5 separate regions of the Mus musculus genome follow, and all the other regions are linked to region 5. Evidence: chromatin contacts called from public promoter capture Hi-C and targeted proximity ligation data. All regions are on one chromosome and are shown on one strand. The core of a region is the stretch at or near the end of the contact, and the rest is flanking DNA. Distances in the headings are between cores, read along the strand shown.

What was found. Promoter capture Hi-C pulls out the DNA fragments that hold promoters and counts their contacts.
Region 1: a contact with region 5 is called in a promoter capture Hi-C map of pre-B cells, with 3 times the contacts expected there. A contact is called at or near these places in 2 of 39 promoter capture datasets (the C10 cell line and pre-B cells) and 1 of 484 Hi-C or Micro-C datasets (CD8 T cells).
Region 2: a contact with region 5 is called in a targeted proximity ligation map of pancreatic cancer cells. A contact is called at or near these places in 1 of 39 promoter capture datasets (pre-B cells), 1 of 130 datasets of targeted methods (pancreatic cancer cells) and 1 of 9 other capture datasets (liver).
Region 3: a promoter capture Hi-C map of pre-B cells shows a contact between it and region 5, with 3 times the contacts expected there.
Region 4: a contact with region 5 is called in a promoter capture Hi-C map of pre-B cells. A contact is called at or near these places in 2 of 39 promoter capture datasets (the C10 cell line and pre-B cells).

What each region holds. Positions count from the first base shown.
Region 1 is chr19:36,921,747-36,927,342 of GRCm38.p6, forward strand. Btaf1 (B-TFIID TATA-box binding protein associated factor 1) reads left to right here and starts at 4,333. Exons shown (of 38, transcript NM_001080706.1): 1 at 4,333-4,655. The coding sequence starts at 4,642.
Region 2 is chr19:37,204,003-37,210,160 of GRCm38.p6, forward strand. It overlaps Cpeb3 (cytoplasmic polyadenylation element binding protein 3), which reads right to left and starts at 3,469. Exons shown (of 11, transcript NM_001290827.1): 1 at 3,293-3,469. Marchf5 (membrane associated ring-CH-type finger 5) reads left to right here and starts at 3,543. Exons shown (of 6, transcript NM_027314.3): 1 at 3,543-3,902. The coding sequence starts at 3,868.
Region 3 is chr19:36,553,343-36,559,325 of GRCm38.p6, forward strand. Hectd2 (HECT domain E3 ubiquitin protein ligase 2) reads left to right here and starts at 1,297. Exons shown (of 21, transcript NM_172637.3): 1 at 1,297-1,573. The coding sequence starts at 1,442. Gm41838 (a long non-coding RNA gene) reads right to left here and starts at 697. Exons shown (of 2, transcript XR_877830.3): 1 at 510-697; 2 at 1-392.
Region 4 is chr19:36,830,265-36,836,308 of GRCm38.p6, forward strand. It overlaps Tnks2 (tankyrase, TRF1-interacting ankyrin-related ADP-ribose polymerase 2), which reads left to right and starts at 3,968. Exons shown (of 27, transcript NM_001163635.1): 1 at 3,968-4,472. The coding sequence starts at 4,274.
Region 5 is chr19:38,221,928-38,227,785 of GRCm38.p6, forward strand. Fra10ac1 (FRA10AC1 homolog (human)) reads right to left here and starts at 2,225. Exons shown (of 14, transcript NM_001081075.2): 1 at 2,035-2,225.

The DNA.
Region 1 (5,596 bases), core at 3,083-5,582, 1.3 Mb before region 5:
TTGCCTGGCTATACCAGTTAAATTTTTAATAAAAACATATTGGTACCTATGACATTAAGGAACACTAATGATAAAAAAACAGGAACTCTTAACGAAAGTTTCATAATACATTTCACAGATGTATTTAAATTTCTCAGAAAGCCAGGCGGTGGTGGTGCACGCCTTTAATCTCAGTACTTAGGAGGCAGAGGCAGGTGGATTTCTGAGTTCGAGGCCAGCCTGGTCTACAAAGTGAGTTCCAGGACAGCCAAGGCTACACAGAGAAACCCTGTCTCAAAAACCAAATAAATAAATAAATAAATAAATAAATAAATAAATAAATAAATAAATAAATATTTCAGAAAAACATTCTCTCATGTAAAGTACCAAAAGTAGTTACAGATACACCTCCTTGCCCACCAAATGCTCTGATATTATCAAGGGCTGGAAGGCTCTTGATAGATTTTTCAGCTAAAGTCTGACATCTTGTGGCCTTATTCTCAATTACATTAAAATTATGAGCTAGATCCACAGATGTCACAAACATCAAGAAGAAAAGGGAAGGGCACACAGAAAAATCAGGATAACTTCAAAAGAGCCGGGCAGTGGTAGTGCATGACTTTAATTCCAGCACTTGGGAGGAAGAGGAAGGCGGATTTCTGAGTTCAAGGCCAGCCTGGTTTACAGAGTGAGTTCCAGGACAGCCAGGGCTACACAGAGAAACCCTGTCTCAAAAAACCAAATAAATAAAAAAGATAAGTTCAAAAGCATGGTAAACGAAGCAGAGCTGGAGTAGCCTGGTGGCTCATGCCTGTAATTCCAACACTAAAGGCTGAGGCAGGAGAAGCACACACTCAAGGCTAGACTGGGCAGCATAGTGAGGTTCAGGTCAGCCTGAGAAACAGCAAGACTGTATTAAAAACTAGTAAAGAAGTAAACCACAAAATAGCATAAGGTAACCTTTTATAGCTGGAGTGAAGAGTGCTTACTGTACTGCTCTAGCAGAGAAGCAGAACTGGGTTCCTAGCAGCAAAGCCACCTGAACTCCAGTTCTAGGGGCCCATCACTGTCACCCTCTTCTCTCCTTGGTGGAACCTGTACTCACATGTACATACTGCCACACATACACAGGACTAGAAATAAAATCTTTCCAAGGGAGGTCCAACCCCATCAGCCCTGGGCTGTGAATAACAACTCTTCCCTCCTCTGAGAGTACATTTCAAGTGTTCTGGGTTCCACTTGTCTGAGCCTGCTGCTGGGGGGGGGGGGTGGTTTGTGGAATTTTCTCTCGACATTCCTTTTTATTCTGTAGCTCTCCCAGACTATGCTCTTGAGTGTTTGAGTTTCACGTGTGAATACAGTGGCTTTATTACTCTCCTCCATTAATGTCCTCCTACCCTTTCAGTTTCCTTCCTGGCCCTGACTGACCTTCTTCTCTCTTCTCCCAAGTGCATTCTAGCTGCCTCTTAGGAAGAAAGAGGTTGTAGGCTTGGAGAAGGTGGGGCAGAGCCTTTGAGTCCACCTGGAGAACTGTCTCCAGTCCAGCGGTTCCCTCTAACTCACTGCTGTCCCTTCTAATATCTGATGGCAAGGCTGCAGGTACTGGGTCTGGCCAGGCCCATGTTCCTTAGCTCTGGGTAGCCAAATAGAGGGGCGTTCACACCCCTTACTAAGCACAAGCACCTTAGTCTTAACCCCTCCAACCACCATCACAGATCCCAAAGCACAATCTCTGGTAATCTGTCAAGCACTTGAGCCTGGCCAAGGTCCTGGCTTTGTAAGGGGGCAGCTCCCTCGCATTGAGAGGTCTTATAGGCAGGGACCATTGGTTCCAAGAACTTCAAGAGGTGGCTCTGGCTCAGGGACTGAGTGGAGCTGGTATCAAATCAGGGGAGTAAGGCAGAGTGTGTTTCTACAGCCACTATAAACTGGGGATATACATGGATCCTCAAGAAATGTATAGGTCTAGTAGTCAGTGCCATGCTTCTCAAAGTCAGCATGCCATAGAATTATAAATGTATTTCATTATAGAACACTGACCTAGAAGCTGGTGGGATCTGGTATCATAAGTGCTATAATGCACTAGATTTCTTTTCAATTCCATTATGTGTAACTTCAGACAACCATACTGTCAAAAATTGTGAACTAGTGTTATTTTCCCCACTCCACAGTTGAGGAATTAAGATACAGAAATTAAGTAACTCGTTCAAGGCTATGCTGTTAACAAAAGGAGTCATCAGAAATGGAGGTTTAGCTCAGAGTCGCACTGTGCCTAGCATGAGCCAGTCCCTGGACTCATCGGCTTAATGAGTAGGGTTGAGTGCTTATTCGGCAGTCATTTGGTTCAGTGCTGTGTGTTCCCATCTAGTCCCTACCAACTCCATCAGCACCATTATTTTCTTCACTTCCCAGATGTAGAAATGAAACTTAGTGATATTATAAAAGTTCTTTGGACACATAGTTGTTATGTGTTATGAGAAAGGACTTAAAAATGAGCCAGTTCAGCCAGGGTGGTGGTGGTGGTGGTGGCACACCACACTTTTAAATCCAGCACACACGAGGCAGAGGCAGGAGGTCAGGGCCAGGTTGGTCTACAGAGGGAGTGCCAGGACAGGCAGGGCTACACAGAGTAATTCTGTCTTTAAAAAACAAAAACCAAACCAACACAAAATGAAATCAAAGTCAGTAGTTAAGAGCACATGACTGGTCCAGAGTGCCTGAGTTCAATTCTCTCAGGAAGCTCCAACCACCTGTAACTTCAGCTCCAGGAATTTTAGATAGTCTCTGGCCCCCTGGCCTCTGTAGGCAGAAGCTACACACATACACATTTTTTAAAAATCTATTGCCTTTGGGGAAAAAAACCAAGTTGATAACAATAGGCCTTTCCTCTCTTCAAAGCTTTAGACTATATATATATGTATATATATATATATGTGTGTGTGTGTGTGTATACATACATATATATGTGTGTGTGTATATATGTGTATATATATATATATATATATACATATATATAGTTTTATTTATATGAGTACACTGTCCCTCTCCTCAGACACACCAGAAGAGAGCATCAGATCCCATTACAAATGGTTGTGAGCCACCATGTAGTTGCTGGGAATTGAACTCAGGACCTCTGGAAGAACAGCCAGCATTCTTAACTGTTGAGCCATCTCTCCAGCCCTGGACCTATATTTTTTGATACTAGGGAAAACATATAGAAAATGTAAACTAGATCATTTCTCTTGCTCAAAACACTCTTCTATACTTCGTATAGAACCCAAATCCTGGGCTTCTAGCCCCACCGTGGAAAAACATCACACTACTTTATAGCTTTGCCTTGTAATGTAAGGGGTAATGTTAGTCACCTGTGCAATACTTTAGCAAGTACTTAGTTCATCTTTTCCTATACAGATCTATTTTACAGTTCACCAAGTTCTTGTGAACTTTCCTGGGTTCATGACATCCCTCCCCACCTTCCACAACCTTTTACAGTGCTTCTCATCATACAGATGACAAGCAGACTCAAAGCCTGAGACATAACTTCTAAATAGGTAACAAGAAGCTAGTGGGCATGTTTTATAAGGAAGGGCGACAGGACAGGTGCTTTTGATGATTAATCTGTCAGTGGCCTATAAACTGGGCTTGCCGAAACTAGAGAAATACTAGTTTGACTACTGGCATTAAAAACAAATTCTAAGGCTATGGTAGTTTACAGAGGAGTGTTTGGCAGTGGAGGGACGGAAGGAGGAAAAGACGGGAAGAAGGGTGATAGGCCTAGGCAAAATCATTAGCAGTCCCTTCACCATTTATGCAGAACTTAATGGTAAATAATAGTAAACACACACTTGAGCCTCCTCCCACCCTCTTCCTCGCGGAACCACACTGCAAATTCTTGGCCCGGAGATTGCTTTGTAGCCCAGACTGACCCCCAATTTCACAATCTGCTGCCTCAGCCTCCCAGGTGCTAGGATTATAGGCCTGCACCACCCTAGCCAGCCCTCGGCAGTGTTTCCTTCTTGACTTCATCCCGCCCACAGCATCGCGACCTGGGCCGGAGTCTCCTTTCTCCAGTTTGTTCCTGTTTGGAAGCCGCCTAGCTGGGTAGTAGGGTCAGGATGGAGAGAGCACTTAGAGACCGAGGTTTGGAACTTTCGGAACTTTAGCTAGGTGATCTTTATCGCTCTCTGGAAGATCAAGACCTCTTTCCGTTTCTCCCATTAATCTTAAAGACTGGGAGCCGGGCTCCCGATCCACGCTGCCAACCCGCTCCCACTGCCGCGGGGCGCTGCTACATTCCGCTCGCCGGCAGGGAGTGGGGATGGGGGGGGGGGGAAAACGTGCCGGTGACGTCACTTCCGGCGTGCAGACGCTAAGTCCGGCGTGCCGGCGTCTGCGTCAGCAGAGAGCGGGGCTGGGGGCACCCGGTTTGAAGTGGTGCGGGTCAGAGCGGCGCCGCCTCCGCCCGTGTGTGGGACCCTGGTCGCTGCGGAGACGAGCTCCGGTGGCCGGCACATGCCGGAAGGCCCGTGCGGGCCGCTCCACGCCGCGCCGCCTGCCGCCCTGCGCCCGGCGGCCTGGGCCTGCGCCGCTCTGCTCGGGAAACGAACGCCGGAGCGGCGCGGCGTGTAGCTCCCTGAGAGTTCCGAACCGCCGGCGCCGGCCATGGCGGTCTCCAGGTGGGTGTCGCCGCCCGTCAGCTAACGGGGAGCGCGCGCGGGCGGGCGGGCGAGGCTGTCGGTCGGCTCCCGGCGCGACGGTGCGGGGCGTGAGCGCTGCTTCTCGTTCGCTCGCCCAGACTTCCGAGGCTTCCCTCGGCTGGCAGGCGCTTTGGGCTCGGGTTACCCGGAGAAGTCGGCTCACGAAGCGCTTTTTCTCCTGGTTAAATGTGACTCGGCGCGTTCGATCTGGCTTTTTTTTTTTTTTCTTTTTTCCTTTTTTCTTTTTTCTTCACCACGTTGCTCCTCTTTGGTTTCTCTTCCCTCTTTGAATTTCTAGGCGAGTTTCTTTTCTTTTTCTTTCGTAGTATCAAAGTCTGTTCCCAAACCACCATTTCACGGCAAAACTTGGTAGTAACTGTCGATGGAGGCGGGGGTTGAAACACTGTTATCTAAGAGACCATCTGGTTATGCTAAATTTTAAAAAAAATTTACAGCGTAACGGGTATAGTCTTGCTCACTTTTTTCTTGAGGTCTAATTCCTCCTTTTTGTTAAGCAGTAAGTATTCTGTCAATCAGCGTGTGGTCTTAAGCAGATGACTATTTTAGCATCTTTCCCCAAGCGTTATCACAGATCTTAAATTATTGTAAAATTTTGCCCACGTGGAAGAGTCTGGGAAAATTATGGAAAGACGTATAAACATTTAACTTGTGTAGCTTCTGATGATAGAATGAGTTGAAAACTTGGAAATGATTTTGGTGTCCCGCTGACGTTTAAGTCGTCGGGATGGTCTCTCCGTGTTTAGTCATTAAGAGTTACCAAAGTCCTTTAGGGATGATGAGATAATGAGAATTGAGTCCTTTCACCAAATGGACTGAGGGAGATAAATGACGAAAATAAACAGCTTTCACTAATTTTTCGAAATTAGTTGAACACATTCCTTTATGCACACTCTTATAAG
Region 2 (6,158 bases), core at 2,219-4,718, 1.0 Mb before region 5:
GAGTAGGGTGTGATGGGTCATCCCTGCAGATCTCTGAACTTGGACATCTCTGGCAAAAGGATTACCTCCAGTTAAAGGACATGGTAGGTTACATAGACCAGCCTAGACTCCAGGGTGAAACCCAATCTTTAAAAAGGAGGAGGGGGCAGGCATGGTGGACCACACCTATAATCCCACTATTCAGGAAGCGAGGGCAGAGGGTTCCAGCAAAATGGAGTACAACCTAGCCATCTAGTGAGTTACATGCCAGCCAGGACTACAGAGCAAGATCCTACCTGAAAAGAAGTACTAGTGTGGGGGGGGGGGACGGCGGGGGGGGGGGTGATGACAAACCAACAGAAGCTAGAGAGATGGCTCAGCTGTTAAGAGAGCTAACTATTATCTTGATGACCCAGGCTCAATTCCCATTACCCATGTGATGACTTGCAACTATCTGTGACCACAGTCTCAAGAGATTTAATGCCCCTTTCTGGACTCTGTAGACACTGCATGCTTGTAATACAAAAACATACATGCAAGCAAAACATTCATACACATAAGAATAAATCTATTTTCTTAATTAAAAAAAAAAAAAAAGAAGAAGAAAACCAACAAGAGAAGAGCTGGTCATAGTAGCTGGTGACCTGTAATCCTATCACTTGGCAGATGCAGGAAAATCATGATCTAGATCACACTTTACTTACGTTCCAGGCCGACTGTGCTATGTAAGATCCTCAGGCAAACATACAAAACAACAACAACATCATTTTTTTTTTAAATCTAAGAAGAAATGGGAATTCCCCTTAATATAAACTCCAAAGCTAAATGGACATTGTGTCAGCATATATCCCACATGGTTAACTGCTTAAAAGAGATACGCACACTAGAAGCAGGCTTACATAGCACACGAAGCAAAAAAAAAAAAAGTTAAATATTACACACTCTGCTTAATCTACTCATTTTCCTTCCAAAGGTTGGCAGCCTATTTCTCTTTTCATGAGAAGGAATATTAATTATAGTATCCTAAAATATTTCATGAAACCATGCTTCTAGAGGCTTGTCTTAGTCAGGGTTTCTATTCCTGCACAAACATCATGACCAAGAAGCAAGTTGGGGAGGAAAGGGTTTATTTGGCTTACACTTCCATACTGCTGTTCATCACCAAAGGAAGTCAGGACTGGAACTCAAGCAGGTTAGAAAGAAAGAGCTGATGCAGAGGCCATGGAGGGATATTTTTTACTGGCTTGCTCAGCCTGCTCTCTTATAGAACCAAGACTACCAGCACAGAGATGGTCCTACCCACAAGGGGCCTTTCCCCTTTAATCACTAATTGAGAAAATGCCTGACAGTTATATCTCATGGAGGCATTTCCTCAACTGAAGCTCCTTTGTCTGTGATAACTCCAGCTGTGTCAAATTGACACAAAACTAGCCAGTACAAGGCTCTAGATACAAAGTACTTGTAACCTAAGCATAAAGACCCAAATTCCAGCCCCTAGTACTCACACAAAGGCCAGGTGTACCTGTGGCATCTACAATCCTAGCCCCAGGGAGGACAAGGGTAGGCAGATCTCTGGCCAGCTGGTTTAGGTAACCAACAAGCTCTGGGTTCTTTGAGAAACCCAGTCTGGAGAACAATAAATGAATCTACCCAAAGCTGACCTTAGACTTCTGCCCACATACGTGTACCCCCACAAAAAATAATAAAAGTAGCCTTGTTTGTTGGTACAAGCCTTTAAGCACAGGAGACAGAGGGAGGCAAAGTTCTGAGTTCAAGCTCAGCCTAGTGTACCTAGTGAATTCCAGGGCTGCACGGTGAGAACGTGTCTCAAAATAAATAAACAAACATAAAAATGCATATTTCAGAAATTGGAGGTCGAATAAATTTATGTATTTTATTTATATATCCTGACCATGGACGCACTAGTACAAAAATAGATTTACACAGGTAAGAGCTGATTGTAAAAAAAAAAAAAAAAAAAAAAAAAAAAACAAACTACCTTAAGCAATAATTTTGAAAGCCTTTCGGTTCTGGGTGTGGTGGGCCATGCCTATATAATTCCAGATATGGGGAGCTCTAGATAGGAGGATCTCCAAGTCCAGTCATCCCTGTGTTGCAGATACATAGTCCTTGCCAAGGAAAAACTCAAACAAACAAAAGTAGCTTTGATGGTTACTGTTGTGGGATAGGGTCTCTCTCTGTAACCCGAACTGATTTTGAATTTGTGAAGACCCTCCCAGATCTGCTGGCCATGCCTATGCAGCTTTTTGTTTGTCCTTTTGAGACAGAGTCAAACTAATTAGAGTTAGAGGTTGACCTTGAACTCCTAATCCTTCTGCCTCCTCCTCTCCTGTGCTGGGGTTACGGGATTGGACGCCTACCATATCCTTGATTAATTGATTGATTGATTATTTATTTATTTATTTATTTAGCCTAGGCTACTCTGGAATTCATTATACAGACCAGGTAATCCTTCTGTCTCAGTCTTCCAAGTCTGGAATTATAGGCCTGAGAAACCACTCCAGGCTCAAATTTAAAGAAACATTTTCATTTAAAGAAATAGCAAACGTTTTGTAGAAGTTTAAAAAAAAAAAACAAAAAACCAAAAAACCGTAGGCACAACCAACGGAAAACTAGCAAAACATCCCACCAATCACAGCGCTAAACAATGCCACAGGTCGTCCAAATTACGCATCGGTTTAAGTCAACAACAGCTCGTTTCCCCCCTCCAAAGCTATCCCTTCCGGCGTCAGAGAAGACAGAGGCGTGATTTGTCACTTCTTCCCTTTTTGATCCCTCGGCCGGGATCCACCTGCTTAGAAGTGTCAAGGAGCCTTAGGAATGGTTAACGGTGACCAGCTGCGGAAAGAAACAAACACTCCTGACAACCCACAGCTGAGCAAGCAAGGGCTGTTTATTCAGCAGCGTGTCCCCTTTGGAGGCTGCCCGCAAGCCCTCGAAGGCTGGGCGACAGCACCAGAACCGAGAAGGTTCCTGGACAGGCAAAGTGGTTGCTCGCGTCCCACCCCCCATGCTCTCCTATGTCCCCAACACACACACAGAGGCGCCGGTGCGAACAGTCGGGTTACCCACACGCCCCTCCAGAGCAGCCCCGCACTAAGCCACTTGTCCCTCCCCGAAGATGGGCTCTGACGCGGCCGAGGCTGACCCGAGCGCCCGGCCTCGCGCCGCCGCGGCCCGGCGTACTTGACCCGGCCCAGAAACTGGCCCTCCACGCCGCCACCCCTCACCTGGCTCTGTCCCACCTGAGCGCGAGAGCTGAGGGGACAAGACGCGGAGAAGGGGCGCTGACCTTGTTGCTACTGACAGCGGAGCGCCACATGCTGCCGCTTCCCGGACAGCGGCCCGAAGGACATTTTTTTTTCCCCCTGGAGGAAGGAAACGGGAGGGCGCCGGCCCGGCGGCGGCGGGCACGGCGGCGGGGGTCCCGGCGGGCTGTGCAGCCTCTAGCGGGGACGGTCCGAGGACTACATCTCCCAGGCTGCTCCGAGCCGCCCCTGCGTCGTGACCCCGGCGCGCACGGAGGCGGCGACTCTTACCTCACAGAGGTAGCTCCTCCGCCGGCAGCAGCTCGGCGCCCCGGCGGTCCATGGACCGGAACCCTGGGCGGACCGGCAGGAACCCGGGCCGCGACCGCCGCCTCCCGGCCCCAGGCTCCTCCTCCTCACTCCCCGCCGCCCTCTGCGGTCGCCCGCCGGCCGCGCAGCGCCACCGCGGGCCTCTGGGAGCCACGCCGGGAGGCTGTGTGGCGGGTCCGCGGCCGCCGCGGGACTGAGGCCTACTCCGCCGCCTCTCAGTGCTATTGTCCCGGGGCCTGGCCCTGAGCGGGGCTGCGGGCGAGGGCCGAGCTCGCCGGCTCCGCGGAAGATGCCGGACCAAGCCCTTCAACAGATGCTGGACAGGTAGGAGCAACGTGGGGCCGGGAACTGCCGGCCTTCGTCCTGGGCCTGCCCATGCTGGCCTCGAGGCCCCGAGAGCGGGGATCCTGGCGTCCGCCGAGAGTTCCACGGCCCGGAGGCCGGGAAAAGGGCTCTGAGTTTGGAGGTGGCACTGGGGAGAAGAGCGGGCGAGAGGTCAGGGTCGTAGACTTTGAAACTTAGTTAAAGGAGGGAGGTCTACTTTGGCCGCCAGCCTGTTTGGGTTTTTTTTTTTTGGTTGTTGTTTTGTTTTGTTTTTTGAGGTGAAGAGGCGCTATTGTTAACCCATAGTATTAGTTTCTATTTCTCCCCCTCCTCCCCGGACAATGTAGTAAAGGGGTTGACAGCGACGCCACTGGGAAGTACCCGATTGTCATTCTGGAGACTGGTCCCTTGCACTTTCACAATGCAAGGATAGGCATTCCTTCTTTTAAAGCCTGGGTTTCGTTTCTCTTTCCAACTCCCCCACCACCCTCCCCCAATCCCATCCCTACCCCCAAACCGTAAGGTCAGAATATCCACAAGGGAGCCTTAACGGTCGGTCACACTAGAGTAGAGGTTATGGAAAACAGCCACAAGCATGCAACATTGAACACGTAGCACACTTGACGATCGCTAAGTTCCCAGACACGTTTGGGCTTGTACTGGGACCAGTTGCCCATTCCTGGGGTCTCCAGCCACTAAAACTCTTTGAGAAAGTCTACAGCACTGCCCTCTGCCGTTTAAATTCCAGCCAGTGAGTTTTTGGAAACTAAATTAAATCCACCTTTTCACCAAGGCAGCTGCTTGCTGTTCTGACCAATTGGTCGATCTAATTCATAATGTTTGAGGTTGCTTGCAACTCTAAATAGACTAACTGGCCACCCACTTCAGCAGGTGATGCTCTCAATGCACTTAAGATTCAGCTTTGAAACTTATTAAATGAAGGCCCTCTCTTGATTGAGGTTATAGCCATTAACTACTGGGGCTGGGAGGTGGGCATCAAAGATCCATCAGGGAAGGCAAGAAGTTACACCCTCATATTTTATGACAGGATTTAGCCTAAATCTCTGGTACTTAGCAGCTATTCTGCTACAACTAATGAACTTGTCCGTTTCTCCAGTTGTCTAGAAGTCTGGTCACTTCTCAAGTTTTCCTTTCATTATAATTTATCATACTTGACTAGATGTGTCATACTAAGTATGCCCAGAGAGATTACTGCCTGCCACATCGATTCCAGTTATATGAGACGCAATCCTTGTATTGCGTAGTTAATCATTTGCTCTGATGACATCCCACTTTCACTTTTCCGTGACGACACTTAGAAAAATTCTTCTGTCTAGATGTTGTCTTGGCTTTTCATGTATTCTTCAGAGGTTTTCATAAAAGCCAGTGAGTGCTCATGAAACATTTACAGAAACTTGGGAATTCTGGCTATCCTTTTTAGAATGTACATAACTTAGTCGTTTCCTCTCCCATCACCCTAGCTCACCTCCATCCTCTACCTACCGTTTTCTTCCCAAGTCCTTTCCCATTCCGAGTCCCATCACCCCCTCGTTTCTGTGTGTGTGTGTGCGTGTGTGTGTGTGTGTGTGTGTTCCATTAAATTTAATTAGGATTGTTTGCATAAGCATGGGTCCAGGTTATTTACAAGAGCATGGGCGTGTTATTAGCACAACACTAAATTTACTCCCTCCTCCTCTAGTAGCAGTATCCAAAGTTCAGGGTAGGCCTGGAGTTTTGAGTCCCTCCTCTATCCCTGATGCAATAGTGTGTAGATCTTACACAGATAACCACAGGTACGGTAGGTGTGTAAGCACAAGGCCAGAAGACCAAATGCACAGCGCTCCTCGTCTCACAACTCTTACATTCTTTCTGCCCCCATCCAACTGTTCCTGCCTCTGCCATACTCTGTTTATCCAGTGCCATGCATGCTAGATAAACACTGGTACAACTGAACCACATTCCCATTCCTTACTTTAACACTGATAATGATTCTGGTATATGTAGCCCTACTTGTCTACTTACGCCCTCTACTGGTGTGTCTGAGGTCAGCTACTGTGTACTTATGTATAATACTAAATCTTTGGTCCGAAGCAAGTGGGGCCGACCAGAGCAAGCAGAGATCCTAAAAATTCAATTCCCAACAACCACATGAAGGCTCACAACCATCTGTATAGCTATAGTGTAAGCACATACATTAAATAAATAAATAAATCTTTAAAAAAAAAAGGACCTCTTGAACTTGGAAAGAAATTGTTG
Region 3 (5,983 bases), core at 47-2,546, 1.7 Mb before region 5:
AGAAATAGAAGCAAACTTTATAATTTCCAAAGTAATACAGTAGGCACTATCCGATTCACTTTATTGCTTGCTACAAATTCTGGGCTTGAAAAACAACCTCATGCCAGGAAGAACTGTAACTATTTATTTAGTTCTGCGGACTCTGAATTATATAAAATGACAGTCACCAAATCCCCTCTGAATTTGTTTCAGAGATATTCTTGCTTCTTGTATTTGGAGCTGAGTATTCTTGGATTAGAAAATTCACTTCACCATGAATAAAATAACGAAGTCTCAACTAAAAATCCCAAGACCTCAATGTCGAGAAATTCTCTATTTTTAGTAAGTGGTACAGTGAATACTTCCTCTCTCCCTTCTCCTCCATCAGCAGGTGTCTCTGCCATTCCAGCAGACTGATAAAAGGAAAAGGAGGGGGCGAGGAGAAAGGAAATTGTCTAAGTCGTCGTCGGGTGGTGGAGGTGGGGATATTTTAACATGACGATTTAAAGTAATTTTTTAAACGTTCTTACCCAGAATTTATTACGAGGTTTATTATGGATTACTCAGCAGTTTGGATCTGTCCATCTGTAACTTATAAACGGAAGGGGACAAGGGATTAGAGGGAACGAAGGACGGCGGGGGGCGGGGAGAGCAAAATGTAGGCGCGTGGGCACGGAAGGGAGAGGCGGACTTGGCAGTCATGAGGGACCGCGGCTCAGAAATGGAAAGTGTGGCCTGGCCGTCCTGCCCTGGAGTGTGTGTGGGAGGGGAGCACGGTGTCGCATTGTCCTCTCCCGACCCTAAGCGCTTCTCCCGTAGGATGAGGCCAGGAGAGGACACGGGGAAAGAGTTAGTCATAAGGATGCTCAGGTGAGCGGTCTCCCAGTCTCCCCGGCGCTGGAGGCACTGGAGGAAAGATCAGGGGGCAGACATGACCCCGAGTCCGCTTCCTGAGCGCGAGTTTAAAGGTCAAAGGCCACCAGCTGGGTCAAAGGTCCCCGGCTCACCTGCCACTCCAGGTGAAGGGAAAGCCAGGGTTAGAATCCGTGTCACAGCCTTTACAAGGCCTGTCGCCCTCCCACCACAGCCCGCGACCAACATGGCGACCAGGCGCCCCCCAGCTCCCGCCCCGCGCCGTCTCCTCAGCGGTCCCCGCGCGTGACGCGGGGCCGCGGTCTGAGCCCCGGCCGGCGGACCCGCGGGAGCGGAGCGCGGCCGAGGGCGCGAGCCGGGCGCACGCAGGGGGTGGGCGGCGGAGCCTGGCGGCCAGCCCGGGGGCGCGCGCACACGCGCGGGCGCGCGACGGGCCGCGGGCGCGCGCGGGGGCGGGGGCGGCGCGGCGGCGGCGGTTGGAAGGAGCCCTCTCGCGGCCGCGGCAGCAGCAGCAGCGCCCGCCCCGGCTGCAGTCCGGCCGCCGCTGCCGCCGCCGCCACCGCCTCGCGCCTCAGCCGCCCGGCCAGACATGAGTGAGGCGGCTCGGGATCTCTCGCCCGGAGCGCCGCCGGCGGTAGCCGCGGCCGCCCCGGAGGAGAGGAAGGGGAAAGAACCGGAGCGCGAGAAGCTGCCGCCCATCGTGACGGCCGGCGCAGCCGCGGTAGGTGCGGCGGGGGCCGGGGGGCGCCCTGGGCGGTGGGTTGAAGGCGGCCTGGAGAGGGGACAACAGGGAAGTTGCGCCTCGAGGGCAACGGCCATCACTTGGGAACCGCGCCTTCCACGCTCGGGGAGTGGGGTCCGCTGCCTGATGCTGGGTGTTTGCTTGTTTTCGGGGGGTCTGGCTCCCGACTTTCTGCTGAGGGTCGGCATCCTCTGTTGGATGAGCATGGGTGCCAGTTGGGCGTCAGGGAGGTTTTCCCTGAGTGGGAGAACCTGCCTGTGGGCGCCAAGGCAGCGCTTCCCTTCGCTTTTGCGGTCCTTTCTCCCCTCGGGTTGAACAGTCTCAGAGAGGAGTTTCCTCCTAATTCTGACCTTTCCGTTGCTATCCGGGTAGTGGGAGGCAGTTGCCTCCCTGGATGCTTTTATTTTTTTCATACGGTACTGACGTGTGATTTGAAGGAGCGAGGCTTTTTCTTCTTTTAAAACTCGGCTATCCAAGCTTAATAAGCGTGGTAATTTCCCAGCTGGATTTTGCAAGGGTTAATTTGGAAGGCGCTCTCAGCCTTCAAACTCCATACTGCCAAATGATGTCATGGGACATCATCCCCTCTCTCCCTTCCCCCTGTTTGTACTTAGTGGTTGGGAGTCTGGTTGCTTTATGATTAACTTCTGGTTTTGACATTTTTATTTGACATAGTATTTAAATACTTTGGGCAAGTTTGCTTTCAAGTATTTAAAGATTATGACTTGTCAACGCATCTGTACGTGACAAAATAGTAAAAGTTTGGGGAATATTATACATTTAAAAAAATTTCTACTTGCAATTAGTTTCTAGAAGCCGCCCTCCTAAATGACTAGGAACTTACTAAAATAGCTCACTCTTCTTTATAAAGTATTAGTATCAGAATAATGTTATGATTTGGTAGGTTTTTCAAAAATGTCTGAAGCCTGTAATAACTGGAAATTGTTAAAGACAACTCTTTTATCATAAGTCAGCACAGCAGATTTGGACAGCAATGACACACATTTTAAAAGGATAACTACAACTGATTGGTAAATTGCAGCTGTAGTTAGGAATTACCTTGGGAGATGCTTTGAAGCAATTTGTCATTCATATTGTAGTCTGTTGGTGCACAGGGTTTTCACAGCTTTTTATGTAGGACTTCTTAATGCCAATGTAGTTTGTTTGTTTCAAGTCTGGGTATGTGTCTAGTGTGTGTATACGTGTGAGTATGGGTATATGTGTATGGAGGTCACATATACATGTGACCTGGTGTTGGTTGTCACCCCATGCTTTGGCAGTTTTTTCCTAAGGTGGTTATTAAGAGGGAAAATGTAACATCTGCTTTTAGAAGCAATGTTATGAGTTTAGTGTCTAACAGCAAGTACCTTTCCCCAAATTATTTATATATAGTGAAGAATATATTATATATAGCAAATAATGTCTATTATTTATCAATATTATTTACATATAATTTCAGTGGAACTGAAAGAAAGGTTTGGAACTTAACAGAAGCTGATACAGTGTGGCTGGAAGTCTAACATTTGTTATCTGAAGCACATAGGTCTTAGTAATTTCAAGTTTTTCAGATTTTAAGAAAGTAATCCTTTTAAGTATTACCACATGTAATAACTACAGTGAAGTCCTGGCCAATTTCCTGGCATCAGTAGTATCTAAAACTGTAGCCAATGTATTGTTTGTTCTGTTCAGTGGAATAAGGTTAAAAACTCTTACTTGCCTTATGGCATTTCAAGGCACATCCACATTTGTGCTACCAAGTGAATTGCAAAGACACTCTTTTTCAGGATGTAGACTAGTCAAAGAGCCTATAGTTTAAGAATTTTTAAAAAATCTTTGAACATGGAGGATAAAAACAGTTTGGAATAGAAAACTTGGGATTCTGAGGCAGTTTCTGGTGGTGCCTTAAAATTTCTTTTGACCTTGATACTGCTGTTGGATTTTTCAATGGAAATTTTAAGAGGAAAATGCAAGTATGTATTGCATATTTTTCAAGAGGATTTTCAGAGCTGAAATTTTGAGGCATCATGATAAAAAGCCTAAGGAAAAAAAATGCTGACATCTGAAGATGAGGAAAGCCAGGGCATCTGGGATGACCGGATTCTCCAGTAGAGTGGGGAAGACTTGATGGAATGTGGTGGAAAGAGAAAGACAGTTTATTGCCTCCTAGTTTATTTCTGAACTCTGTAGGGCTTAAGCAGAACTCAAGGTTTGTTTAGTATCCTAATTGACATCAGGAACTTTGGGGACCCTTTTAGTGATTCTTCCTTTTTGCCCAAATTAATAGCTCCACCCTTCCAACTTGAGTTTATATTTCAATTCAAGTGGCCCTGTAATCATGTGGGGTTTTTTCCCTCAGAAAATTAGTGTGTCATGGTTATGACGGTGTAGAAACAAGTAAGAGTGACAGCTCACGAAAATAAAGAAGAGGTCAGATTATGCTGATCCTAATAAGGCCAAAAAATATAAGCTATATTCTGAATGTTTAAAGAGGGGTGCCATGATGGGAGAGAGAATGGTAGAAACTGTAAATTCTGATACTACCTCTATGCCAAATTCCATTCAGAAGATTCCTGACACAGGTCTCAAACGAGACTGACTGTAGAGTTACTTTGGTAGGATGTTGGTCCTGACTCACATCCCACCCTAAGATACCAGTTTTCAATCTGATGCACAGTAAAAATCAACTGGGAAGCACTATGACGGCCTAAATGCAAGCTTTTTTGTTTGTTTGGTTTTTGGTTTTTCGGGACAGGGTTTCTCTGTATAGCCCTGGCTTCCTGGAACTCACTCTGTAGACCAGGCTGGCCTCGAACTCAGAAATCCACCTGCCTCTGCCTCCCAAGTGCTGGGATTAAAGGCGTGCGCCACCATGCCCGGCCCAAATGCAAGCTTTTTAAATCAGAATTTCTGAGACTGGAGACATATTTTTCTTTTAACTTCTTGGTAAAACTAAGAGTGAACACTGATGCTGTAATGTACTGAATTAAAAGCTATGAGCACAGCTCAGCAATCTGTGTTTTAAAACTACACCCTCATCCCAAATCTGCTTAGCAATAGCTGTCAAAGTGGTTCTATGAAAGATGGGGTGCAGGGGTTAGTGAAAGGGATGGCTGTTTAAGTGTCTCAGTGAGAGATGCTCAAGAGGCCCCAGGTGATGGAAATTAGACATACTGAATTCACTAAGGCTGGCAGATTGAAATGGAGACAAATATGTAAATTAGTGATTTAATACAAATATTAGAAAAACATGGTAAATAAAGGAGAAAATACACAAAGGAGAGACAGAATTAACTGTGGCAAGTAGGGACGAGTTTTATTGCTTCCTTCAGTATTTAATGGGCTGAATGGGAAAGAGAGGTTCTCACTGGAATTGACTATACCAAGGAATTAAATAGATTCAAAAAAGATAAATTTTATATAACTAGGGAGGTGAAATCAGTTTAAACTGTGTGTGTGTACATGCGTGAGTGTGCATGTATGTGTGTGTACATGTGTATTTTGCTGAGGATCAAACTCAGGGCTTTGTGCACATGCATTCTATCACTGAGCTACATTTCCATCCCTAGTTTGGAATTCAAAGGGAAGCTTGCCCCCAAATAGAAGATGAGGAACTGTGCCAAGTAGGCAGTAGAAGCGTTTAAGAGAAAACACAAGGTGTGTGCAGAGGACAAGAGTGACAAGTTTGTGTTGTGTATGAATGGGCTTGCTGGAACCTCTGGACCATGATGGAGCTACCAGTCACTGAACATATGTTATGCTTAGCTTTGCACTAACTGGGGTAGAAACACAGACAAGGCTTAGCCAGAATGTCGCACCTCCGGTGATCTGGGGCTAATGGATAACAAGCAAATCAGTATGTAAAAGCCACAGTAATTCTAATGTTCCTAGTTATACAGGACCAGTTAGTTCTACTTTAAACAGTGGGAACTTAAAATTTTGAAAACAATTAGGGGAAAGGGAAAATTGGCTTTCTGTTTAATTGGCAAATGTTCAGGGGGGTGTGTAGTATGTTTTTGTTGGGATGTGTTACGTTGTATGTACATGTCTATGGACCAGAGTCCTTACAGAGTTTATACATGGTTCAGAAAAGATGGTTGGTAAAATCTTATCTCTTTTTGTTAATTGATCTCAATAAAAGCCCACTGGAACTCCCCCCCTCCCCAGAAAAAGCCACAATAAGCTACAGAAACAGTTTGCAATATGGAGATGATCAGTGTGTGCAGAGCCATGAAGAAAGGCCTTGAAGTAAAGGTAATTATTTAAGCTGGCTGGCCATTGAAGGAATGATAGAATCTGAACGAGCGAAAGGAATATGTAAACAGTGGGGAAAATAACTTGAGAGGCCTTAAAGAGAAAAATAAATTAAGTAACAATAAAACAAGCCCAATG
Region 4 (6,044 bases), core at 2,718-5,217, 1.4 Mb before region 5:
ACCTTCTTTTGTGGTGAAGAACATTGTGGACGTATAAGCTGAATAAACCCTTTCCTCCCCAACTTGCTTTTTGGGTCATGGCATTTCGTTGAAGCAATAGAAACCCTAAGTAAGTACTCTATGATCATTAAATAGTCCCATTCCATCCCTTCCCCAATGCCTAACAATTATTCTGTCAATTTGTCCACTTTATAATCTTATGGTATGAATCAGGTTCTATAATAGGACTCTCTGAACCCATCAGCAGTTAAATAATGACACATGGACTTACTAATTTTTTCTTTTTTTTTTAAAGATTTATTTATTTATTATATGTAAGTACACTGTAGTTGTCTTCAGACACTCCAAAAGAGGGCATCAGATCTTGTTACAGATGGTTGTGAGACACCATGTGGTTGCTGGGATTTGAACTCTGGACCTTCAGAAGAGCAGTCGGGTGCTCTTACCCACTGAGCCATCTCACCAGCCCAATTTTTTTTTTTTTAAAGTATAGAATAGAGTTTATTCAGGGCATGGGAGGGGAGTTGAGAAGGTAGTAGACACAGAGAAAGGGGGGATGTGAGGAGAGAGAGAGAGAGAAAGAGGAAGAAGAAGAGGAAGAGGAAGAAGAGGGAGGAGGAGGAAGAGGAAGAAGAAGAAGAAGAAGAAGAGGAAGAAGAAGAAGAAGAAGAAGAAGCAGCCAATCATGAGCACGTGGAAAGAGAGGGGAGAGGGGAATAGGGCGTGGGGTGGGGAAGGGGTGAGAGGACAGAGTGGGAGCAAGAAGGCAAGAGTAAGAGATGACTTATTAATAATTATAAAAAGCCTAGGTCTTTAGCTTGGGCTATCTCCCAGCTAGCTTATCTAGCTTAATTTTACTAAAGAAACAAGATGTGCATGTAGTGGAAAGATCGAGTGAGGTACAGTGAGGAGGTAGCCATCTATAAGCCAAGGAAAAGGGTTTTGAGGAAACCAAAACACCAACCAACATCTTGATCTAACTTTTTTTTTTCGTTTTTCTTTTTTCTTTTTTCCAATTTTCTATTAGGTATTTTCTTCATTTACATTTCAAATGCTATCCAAAAAGTCCCCCCATACACACCCCACCCCCCGCCCCCTGCTCTCCTACCCTCCCACTCTCACTTCTTGGCCCTGGGGCATATAAAGTTTGCAAGACCAAGGGGCCTCTCTTCCCAATGATGGCCAACTAGGCCATCTTCTGCTACATAGCAGCTAGAGACACGAGCTACTGGTTAGTTCATATTGTTCTTTTTTTTTTTTTTTTGGTTTTTCGAGACAGGGTTTCTCTGTGTAGCACTGGCTGTCCTAGAACTCACTTTGTGGACCAGGCTGGCCTCGAGCTCAGAAATCCACCTGCCTCTGCCTCCCGAGTGCTGGGATTAAAGGCGTGCACCCCACCACGCCCCACTTTTTTTTTTTTAAAGGAATTTAAAACATCTATTTTGTGGTGTTTTGCTAAGGCAGCTCTCTGCAGGAATACAAGTGAACCCGTTTTGTCTTTGTAAGCTGGCTTCTCTTACTTAACATTATGCCCTCAGTAATCACCTATGTTGGGGCACAAGATAAGATTCCTTCTTTCCTGAAGCCTGAATGTTCTTCCTTGATATGCATTCATCACATTTCATAGTCATCCATTCATGGAACAATTGGATTGTTTATAACTCTTTGCTTTTGTGAGGATTGTATTATGAACACGATTGCAGAACGATTTGAGATCCTGGTTTCAAACTATTTGACTATATCTACCCAGAAGTAGAGAAGATGGTAGCTTTATGTTGAAATTTTTAATTAATTAATTTTTAATTAATTTTATGTTGGGTGTTTTGTCTGCACCATGTTTGTGCCTGCTGAGGGCCACAGATACCAGGATTGGTGCTATATGATTGTGCACCACCTTGTAGCTGCTGGGAATTGAACTCAGGTCCTAAGTAAAACAGTGCCCTGAACCACTAGACCATCTCTCCAGTCCCAATGTTTAGTTTTGTAAGGAACTACCAAGTGTTTCCTGTAATAATACACATTTTATGATCACATTAAGAGTGCCAAAACGATTCTAATTTGTCCATCTCACCAACATTTGTTGTTTGCTGTTTGTTTGCTTTTAGAACAGCCATCCTAATATGGTTTCTTTGTTAACTTCATTTCTCTAGTAATCAAGTGTTTTAAAAACAAGTTAGGCTGGGCTGTGGTGTTGTACGCCTTTAATCCCAGCACTTGGGAGGCAGAGGCAGACAGATTTCTGAGTTCAAGGCCAGCCTGGTCTACAGAGTGAGTTCCAGGACAGCCAGGGCTACACAGAGAAACCCTGTCTCGAAAAAGAAAAAAAGAAAAAAACAAAAACAGTTAGGGTTGAGGAGATAGATCAGTGAGTAAGTGATGCTGTATGATGTTGTTTAGATACACATATTGGGAGGAAATACATAAGCAGAAATCACTAAATAAAAAATTATAAAAATTGGGAATATATTTGGCAAGTCGATGAAATGAAGAAAAATGAGACAATCATAGTAGTAAGGTTCTAATCCTTAGGTATATTCATGAATAGTTATTTAGTAATAGGGATCAATTTAAATTTACACTAAGTAGTCTAAGAACATAATGGAATAAACATATAAGAAGGTACATTTACTAAAATGCTCAAGAAGTGTCCCTGCTTTTCTCCCACAGAAGTGAGTCAACGCTCCCTAACAAAAACTGGATTTCCTGAAAAACAGGTTAAGTAATTCACAGGGGAAATGCTTGTCAGCGTGCCAAAAGTCAGCACTTTCTTGCAAGCAAAATCTCTGTATTCCTTTCTTTCGGGTTCCTGAAACAAGATGTCACTACTACCTTAAACACAGCTAACATTCTTTCCAGGCTCCGCCCAACAGTTACCTGGCAACAGCCAGGTAGGCCTGGCTGTTTGTCCCCCTTCTCTCTCAGACTCTTCTCCTAACCCCTTTCTCCCTCTCTCCCATCCCCCCTCCCCCGTCTCTCTCCACGTGTTCCTGGCCGGCCTCTCTTCTTTTTCTCTCTTCCTCTGTCCTTCTCTGCCTCTACTCTCTTCTCTACTCCCCTTCCCATGCCCTAAATAAACTCGATTCTACACTACACCCGTATGGCTGGTACCTCAGGGGTAAGAAAGGGATGTTTCAGCATGGGCCTGCCCAGGAATCCTTCCCACCTTACCAGACCTGGCTCTACAAAACACATCCTTGTTGTTGTTGTTTTTTTTTTTTTAATAAAACACAATAAACACGAAAATGAATTGTGCACTTGTATTCTTTGATCAGAGAGAGAGAGAGAGAAACTTCGGAAAACTTTGATGTGTATGCTTTGTATCAGCACCTCGACCACATCCGGTGCAATGCTGATTTATGTATAGATCCTCGTCAGCGCTGAGCTAATAATTTACTATGGGAAGCGGAGCTAATCACAGCCACCCCACCCCCCAATTGTTGCTTTAGAATTGAGATGAACTTTCTTCGCTTTCTTGATTTATCTGGGGGCCGCTCATCCAAACTTCTCAGTAAGCGTAACGGATTCATTTCTGAGAAAACGCTTATAAGAAAAACAAAAGCAGATGCGGAGAGTTAAGGGAAGAGACACTGTAAAGAAGGCAGGAGGGGGAAGGGGTGAGAAATCTCCCAGGGGGAAGGTACGGAAGCAACACTGCAGAGATTTTCACGCTAAAACTTGCACAAGAAAATGCATAATCAGAACAAAACTTCCCAAGATTCGTCTTCGGTGTCTGAGCAATGAAACTCGTCTCGAGAAGTGTAGGCTTTAATAAAAGAAAAGGCAGCAAGACCTCTCGTTTTTAGCAGAGGCTCTGTAAAGATGGCGGTGGGCCGAAGCCCCTTCTCTTTCCGCAGCCAAAGGCTCTCCCTGCACATTTCCCACAAACCCCTCCGCGCGGCCCCGCTTGCCCAAACTGGCCCGGCCGGAGAGCAGCCACTGCGCACGCGCGAGCCGACGTCACGCGCGCTCCCAGGACCCGACCGAGCTGGCAGGAGTGGTCTCGGCCGCTTCCGCCGTCGCGTCGCTTCGGGGCTCGGCGAGCGGGTTCGCGCTGCCTCCACCGCGGTGGGGCAGCCGGGGCTCACGGAGCCGAGCCGGGGGCGCGCGGCGACGCGGCCATGGGACCGTGCCGACTCTGGTGACAGCGGGGAGCGGAGCGGCCCGGGCCCTGAGCGCGTCTCCTGCGGGGGGCCTCGCCCTCCTGCTCGCGGGGCCCGGGCTCCTGCTGCCTTTGCTGGCGCTGCTGCTGGCGGCGGCGGCGGCGGCCCGGATCATGTCTGGCCGCCGCTGCGCCGGCGGGGGCGCGGCCTGCGCGAGCGCCGGGGCCGAGGCCGTGGAGCCGTCCGCCCGCGAGCTGTTCGAGGCTTGCCGCAACGGGGACGTGGAGCGAGTCAAGAGGCTGGTGACGCCCGAGAAGGTGAACAGCCGCGACACGGCGGGCAGGAAGTCCACCCCGCTCCACTTCGCCGCAGGTAAACGCGGGCCCCGCGGCGCCTCCCGCACGCCCCACCTGCAGGCTCGGGCTTGCAGGCCGCAAGCCGCGCGGCGCTGCCCTGTCTCCGACCTTTCCCCAGGACTCTCACCCTGGCCGCCCGCCCTCCTCTCTCGGGGCTCGTGATGAGGGTGGGGTGAGCGTGCTCTCGGGAAGTTGTTTTTGAGGTTATGGGGTTTTTTGTTTGTTTGTTTGTTTGTTTGTGTGCTGGGAGGGGGGAAGCTTTGTTTTGTTTTACTGTATCAACAATACCTGCCCCGACTTCCGGTCTTATTACCCCGGAGGGCCTCTGCACACAAGAAAGGCTTAGTAGACCTTGTGATTTGAAAGAGTAATTATCTCCAAAAAATGGACCCATGTTTGCAAGTTTCATCGACACTCTTAGTAACCCCTTAAGTTCTAGCGGCCGTCATAAACTGAAATTTTAATTTAGGAGTTATTTTATTAGCTATTGGCTCATTAGAGTTAATTGGATTAGGTTTCTGGAGAGACTAAAACCGGAAATGGGCATGTTTGGGAGACCTGAGATCTACTTAGGTTGTGTGTGGGTGGCCTCTGCCTTACTCCCGCACAAGTCGGGATGGAAAGTGAGCTGAGAGACAAGATAGGACACGCACTTGAGCTTGGATCTAGGATTTTGAGTCATCCTGAGATTTATTGTAGATAGTTTGGAGTTACTTTTAACTACTGGGTTCTCTTTGTGGTACCAGCGTGTTGAAGTTTGCTTGTTGAGGTATTTATTTGAAAAGGCCAGGGATGGGAACCAACTTAATGATTATTCATGTTAAGGACAGTTTGTAACTTTTTAACCTCATAATCAAATAAGATCCTCTTAGCCTGGTAACATTTGATACAGTGTGCATCAGAATTGTTTAGCAGTTCTTTATATTTAAAAAAAAATTTTAGTTTCTTGTGTTCCTTAGGGGCAAAAATGGTAGACAAAAGAGTATAAAAAAAGATTTATTGTTTGTTTGTTTACAGGCATTGATTTTACAGTTCTTCCAATTGTAGGTCTGTTTGCTTTGACCTGTCCCTATTTTAAAATGTATGTACTGTCAGAAATCATGCCTCCTTAATTGATTGCCGGTTTGGGAGCAAGGGAAAAGTTTGGGAAAACCACAATTGGGCAGAAGAGAAATTTGCCTGTGGGCACTGAGAAGTGAGAGCATGAAGCCAAATCTCTGTTAGCAGTGTTGCCTTGCTTCAGCTAGTTTGAATTGTCTTGCTTGACCATTTAGCCAACCTATTTGGCAAATGGTCACAACCAAGTGCTAGATAATCCAAAGGGGTAATGTTACTTAGATTATGTACGCTTGATAAAAATAGCCAAGGTCGATCTTAGTTGCCACCTTTCAAGAATTTAATGTATTAGTGAGTTCATGTCTGAAAATAGTAGTATTTTGAGGTGCGGGTTGGGGACTTATGGTGTGACCTTGTTGCTCCCACACCATCCCACCCTCAGCTCTGCTCCAGTATGCCCCTCCCCCACCCACACGGATGGAATATAAGACCTTGCACATGCCAGACAAGTGTTCTGGCCTCTGAATGAGGT
Region 5 (5,858 bases), core at 975-3,474:
GAGGTCAGCCGTGCGGACCCGAGCTGCCAAATACTCAGGAAACACAAGACTGAGAGTTAAGTGATCTTAAACAGCCACAAGCTTTACAAGTCATGCTGGGCAGATCATGGTCTCTGGTCTACGCAGCCACCTAACACTTTAATCCCTTTGAAATAAGAAGAATAAGGACATTAGTCACTGGCCTTCCAGTGAAACCTAAGCCTGGATATTGCAAAGCGACTCCATGCAAGGGACAACAGTGCATCACTTTTATTTGTGCCACACACCCCACACCCCCTAGAGATGTTTCAGCCACAGACAGACCACTGGAGGAAAATACAAATTATTGCTTAGTACTTCAACTATACCTTCTACATTGTAGCTATGCCTAACTGTGCAAATACCATTACACTTATCTACAGTAATAATTGCAACAACATGCTATATACGTTCATAGTCTAGAAAGATACTAGTTTGGGGGCTGTCTGTAGTAGAGGTGTTTGATGGCTGTACCATTGTAGAAGCATACTCTCTGCTGTTTGAACAATGAAGGAGCTGCAGAAATGTATTTAAGTGTCTCTCTTATTAAGCACTGGGTGACTATATTATTACTTTGTCATAGACACAGTGATAAGCACTTTTATAAAGCTTATGATTTTTCAAGTTAAAAATAAGTACTTGCATTTTAGGAATGAAAATGTAGTTAAACTAATCTACTTGATTCTTAAGGCCCCAGTTTCAACAATCTCTTGGGAATATTAGGCACAACTTGCCAGAATTAGTGTTTGTAAACAGTACATTATCAACTGATTAAATTTTTTTTCCTTAATTTTTAAGCATGAGTTTTAGCTGAGGTCTCCTTAAGCTAAGTTTCCTTACCCCTAGGCTTAGTCAGTCTTATTATTTTCCGATGGATAGTCTTGGAATTGCTGAAAAGCTTCAGCTGTCAGTTGTGCCTGAAAAGGCATCTGACTCCAGCATTACACAGAGTTTGGAACACACATGAGCAAGGGTACAGATGATTTTACTACTGTATATCATCAATAGTCAACTCCTGCAGCTGAAAGGAGCCAGTCCAGGTCAAGTGATAATATTTTTCAGCTTTGGTATTTGTGTCAGTAAGTGTACAGAATTCGTAACACACATTAATAGGGGTAAAGGTGGGTTGCAATCTTTATTGCTGAAAGGACCCAGTCCAGGTAAAGAGACATTAACTTTAGCATCTGTGTTGGCAAGTACAGCTAGGATAGCCAGTGTCTGCGTTCTTGACTACCTTCTGTTTGTCATTCTGTTAAATAAGGTAGCTATGTCAAATCATTAAATTCTGTGAGTCTCTGCAACTCCATTTTCAAACTTGGGCGTGTGAGTATATACCTCTCTTCCTTATCCCACCAAATGCTAAAGAGAAGGCAACAGCCAAGCTTTGGAGACATAGGTTTGCAAGCCACAGTTCTTCCTGACCGACAGCTATCATTGCCTTATACACCTAGACGTCACACCTTTTAGCAGATCTCATCAAGGCTGTTCAAATTCTACTACCCTCTAATCCATCCTCACGTGCTTCATATATTGATGGTGGAAAACCGCAGTGTGGAGCCTGGAGCAGTTGCAGAATCTAAGGTCTGGCTGGCACAGACGCGTCTCCTACTTCCCCACTTATGTAAAGGTTAACATAGAGGTTATGTAAAGAAGCCCAAACCTCAAGCTTACATAGTTTGGGGACGGTACCTAGTACAGGAAGACCTGAAACTAGTAGAACCTGGAACTAGTAGATCATCTTGACCCCTCATTCCAGACACCTCTTCTCTGCTCCGACGCCACATTTCTTTTTATCTCGGGCAGCTTCATCCATCCCTTGAGCTATCTTAACCCAGTAGCTTCACTAAAAAGCTCTCACTCAAATCATGCTATCAACTGACTGGAATTAAGAAAATCTCGAGAATAGGGCATCTGCTGCCTCCCGAATCTGTCAAAATAAAAATGAGACTCAACTACTAAGAACCAGTTTCAAAGTCCTCTCTGAGATCAAACACGCCCACGGCCCTCCTTACACACCCCTTCCCTTCCGCTCTTCTCTGTCTGGCAAGTTCGCCCCCAAGAGTCCTGACAGCTGCAGCGACGAGCCACGGCCTCAGCGAGCCGCTGCAGGTCCGCGCCGGTCCTCCAGAGCCACGCAGCGCCGCCGCCCGCGCCACTGTCACCGCACGCTGCACGCCTGGCCCTACGGGTACCGGCTGGGAACCGCTTCCGGCCCGGCTCAGAGGCGTGTCACATCGATAAGACACCGTTCTCCGGCGCGCCGACTCTGTGCTGCAGCCAGAATGGCTCGGGGGTAAACAAAGACGGCGGAAGAAAAGGCCCGGAAGAGGAAGCAGAGGCTCCCTGCTTTGGTCCCTCATTTTTCCTTTGGGCCATCTCCTTTTTCCTCTAGGGAATCCAATATGTAGTACAATGTGGCACTGCCCAGCCCACGTCCTTCATTGGAAAATGTATATTGCTATAGAGAAAAACCCCGCCTGTCACCTGCGGTCCTCTCTCTAGTAACCTTAGTAACGCCTCCACCGAGCATCCTCGCCCAGCCAGCAGCTCAGCCTCAGATCTGCCTTATCACCCCCTCTTTTTCCCCTACGAAAACAGTGCTCATAATTAGAACAGAAATAGCTTCCCCGCGTTCCGCCACCCACACAATAGATACTGTTCCAAAGGCAGTGCTGGCGGCTGAAGAGATCGAGTTGGCAAGGAAAAGAAGAAATGGGGAATGAAAAAGATTTCACAGGGTCGCAGATTCTACGCCAATAAGCAACCTAGCACACGCAGAAAGGGCATCCAATATAAAATTTAAGGAAAAAAAAAAAAAAAAAAAACACCTCAGGCAGCCAGAATTAAATTATTTTAAGCTCCACTGGGTTGTTCCTGCATTGTGTTTGCCCTACACCGTGACGTCCCATTCCTCTTTCCACTGGGTACAGATCTTGCTTCTCTTCAATACCAGCAGTTATTCATCTCGCACTCCGCAGCCAACACTGTGCCTTTGAAATCACAGGAGCTACTAAAACATTTGCTGAACAGAACTGGCATGCTTCTCACTTTTACAGCGGGTCCATGTTAAGGAAGAACTCTGAATCTTAATACACGTTCATTTTAAATCTTTTATCCTAACCAGTAGATAACAATATCCCTGTCAATCAGTTCAAGACTTTTTTTATTCCTGGCAGCAAATCATAGATACACCCTGATTTACATAGAGCAGCGATTGCAATCTTGTTAATTACAAAATTATAAATTTATGCATTTCAAGGTGCATTTGAATTATACTACAATAAAAATGTTTCCTTTAAAAATGTAAATAGGAAACCTCATAATTTAATATTATTAAAGTATTGAGTTAATTTGTCAAGCAGTCAATTTTTATAGATATCTAAAAACCAAATACTTTGTCCTTTTATCACTAATAAGAACTCCTGTAGCCTAAATGAAACTCTTGTATACCAATATTTGACATGCATTAGCATTTTTGTTCCTTTTTAAAAAACATCTTTTATCTATTAACTTCTTTTTAGTTTTCCAACAACCCTGTGCTGCTGTTGTAGGCCCTGCATTTAAATTTTTTAAAGATGTTGCTTCTGTGTCATATGTGTGTGCCTGCTTCTCCATGTCACATTACACATGGAGGACAGAAGACGGTGTGGTAAGCCCTGGAACAAGCGTGACAGAGTGGTGTGGGTACTGGGAGCCGAACCCTGGCCCTGGGAAAGAGCAGCAAGCCTCTCCACAGCTTTGCCAGCTATGGGGGTTTGAAGGAGAATGGGCCCCATAGATTCAGATGCTTGACTGCTTGCTCCTCATTTATTGAAACTCAAAGCCCAGAGGCCCAGTGAATGGATGGATGGATAGACAGACAGACAGACAGATAGATATGACGTGTGTGTGTGTGTGTGTGTGTGTGTGTGTGTGTGTGTATCCAGTTATATATATGTATCCGTACCCCTATCCTATAACTTGTGGATCAGGATGTGTGCTCCCAGCTACTGGTCCAGCATCATGCCTGCCTGCTACCAAGCTTGCTAACCATGATGGCCATGAACTCACCCTCCAAAACTGTAAGCAGGCCTCCAATTAAATGTTGTCTTTTATAAGTTGCTTTGCTCGTGGTGTCTCCTCACAGCAATAGAATCGTAACACACCATCTCTTCAACACATGCTTTGCTTTACGCATAAGAGAGATATGCACAGACCTTGACCCCACAGGTCCATGAGGGTTTGGAGCTCGGCAGCACTTTCCTTTTATACAATTCAGCTCCTACCTCTCAGTTCATGATTCTACGGGGAGTAGCTGCTGCATTGATGTGTGTTTCTATTTTCCATTCATTCAAAGGTTTCCATTTTTTGCTTTGAGGTCAGCAGCTACTGGAGACATTAAATACAAAGTATATGCTATAGATAGATAACATAATCTGAATTTGAATCAACACAGGACAGAAAACTTACCTGATGAAAAACTCTCAAGTAAGCGATTACAATTCAATATTAAAAGACACAAACACCCATTAAGAACATGCTTTGGGTGGATCAGTCATTGGAATTACAAACATGTAAAAATCACTTCTTTATCTCAGAGACAAATCAGTTTAAAAGACAGAGCATATAAAATAGTAAAATCAATGTATTCTATCATATACCATAAGTATATGGCATATGGAAACCTATGGGTTCCAGGCTTTAAGATATGTTATCGATAATTACAAAAAAATGCAATAATATATTGATGCTCAAAGCAACAAAATGCTATGGTGGCATTAGATAAGGGCCAGAGATGGATGGCGATGGCCATAAAATATCAAGCCATGCTTTCAATACATGTTCTGTTATCCTTTAGGTCTGAACACACTTTATTTTCCCAAAATGATCACATGAATATTTTTTCATTAAGGTTGATACAACATTAATATTTCTCCATGGTAACCTGATATCTGCATCTCTGCCCCAGCTGTCAAGGCTCTACAGAAATAATGCTGAGAGGCTTCGAAGCTGCATGTGACAGATGATGCAGCTTCTGCCTGACCCTTTCTGTCTTCTTGATGGTAAATAGTAGTACAGACAGACCCAAGCCATCTTCACTGAGTCCGACCCACACTGCAGATTTATGCAAATTAAATGCTGCTTCAAGCAACAAACTCTTGGGGTGGTTTGGTCTATGCTGTAAATTGAGATCCCAGAAAACCAAAAAACAACTGCCCATGTTAATCATTCTACAAGGTCAATTGACTGATTACAATTTCAATTTATGGTAAGTCAAAATGTTGCAGATCCAATGTCAAACATCTTGGGCTATCTTTAACCCTTTAAATAACCATTTATTACCCGACTGTGTGTGATCTAAGATTCTTGCAAAGATTAGATAAGTCCTTTTGGAAAGGACAAAGATCTACCTTTCCCAACCCTTGGTGAAAAATGTTATCAGATGGCATCTAAGGCCTATAACAGATTCCCCAACTTGGCTATAACCCACCTACCTCATGTTTTCATCTGTATTAGTCAGGGTTCTCTTGAGAAACTATATATGTGTGTGTGTGTGTGTGTGTGTGTGTGTGTGTGTGTGTGTGTGTATGTGTGTATATATATACACACACACACATACATATACATATACACATCCATATACATATATATGGATTCCTGAAAGTTAGTGGAGCAATTAGACTAACTACCTGTAAGAGCCAAGAGTTGCACTGTCTCAAACTAAAGGTGGAAGGCTCCTAAGGACCAACATCTGGGGTGTCCTCTGACTGCTGCATACATGCTGACATGCCCACAGGTTCATACCCACAAAAGTACACATATGTAAATATTGTTAAACAAGACAAAGTACTATCATTCAT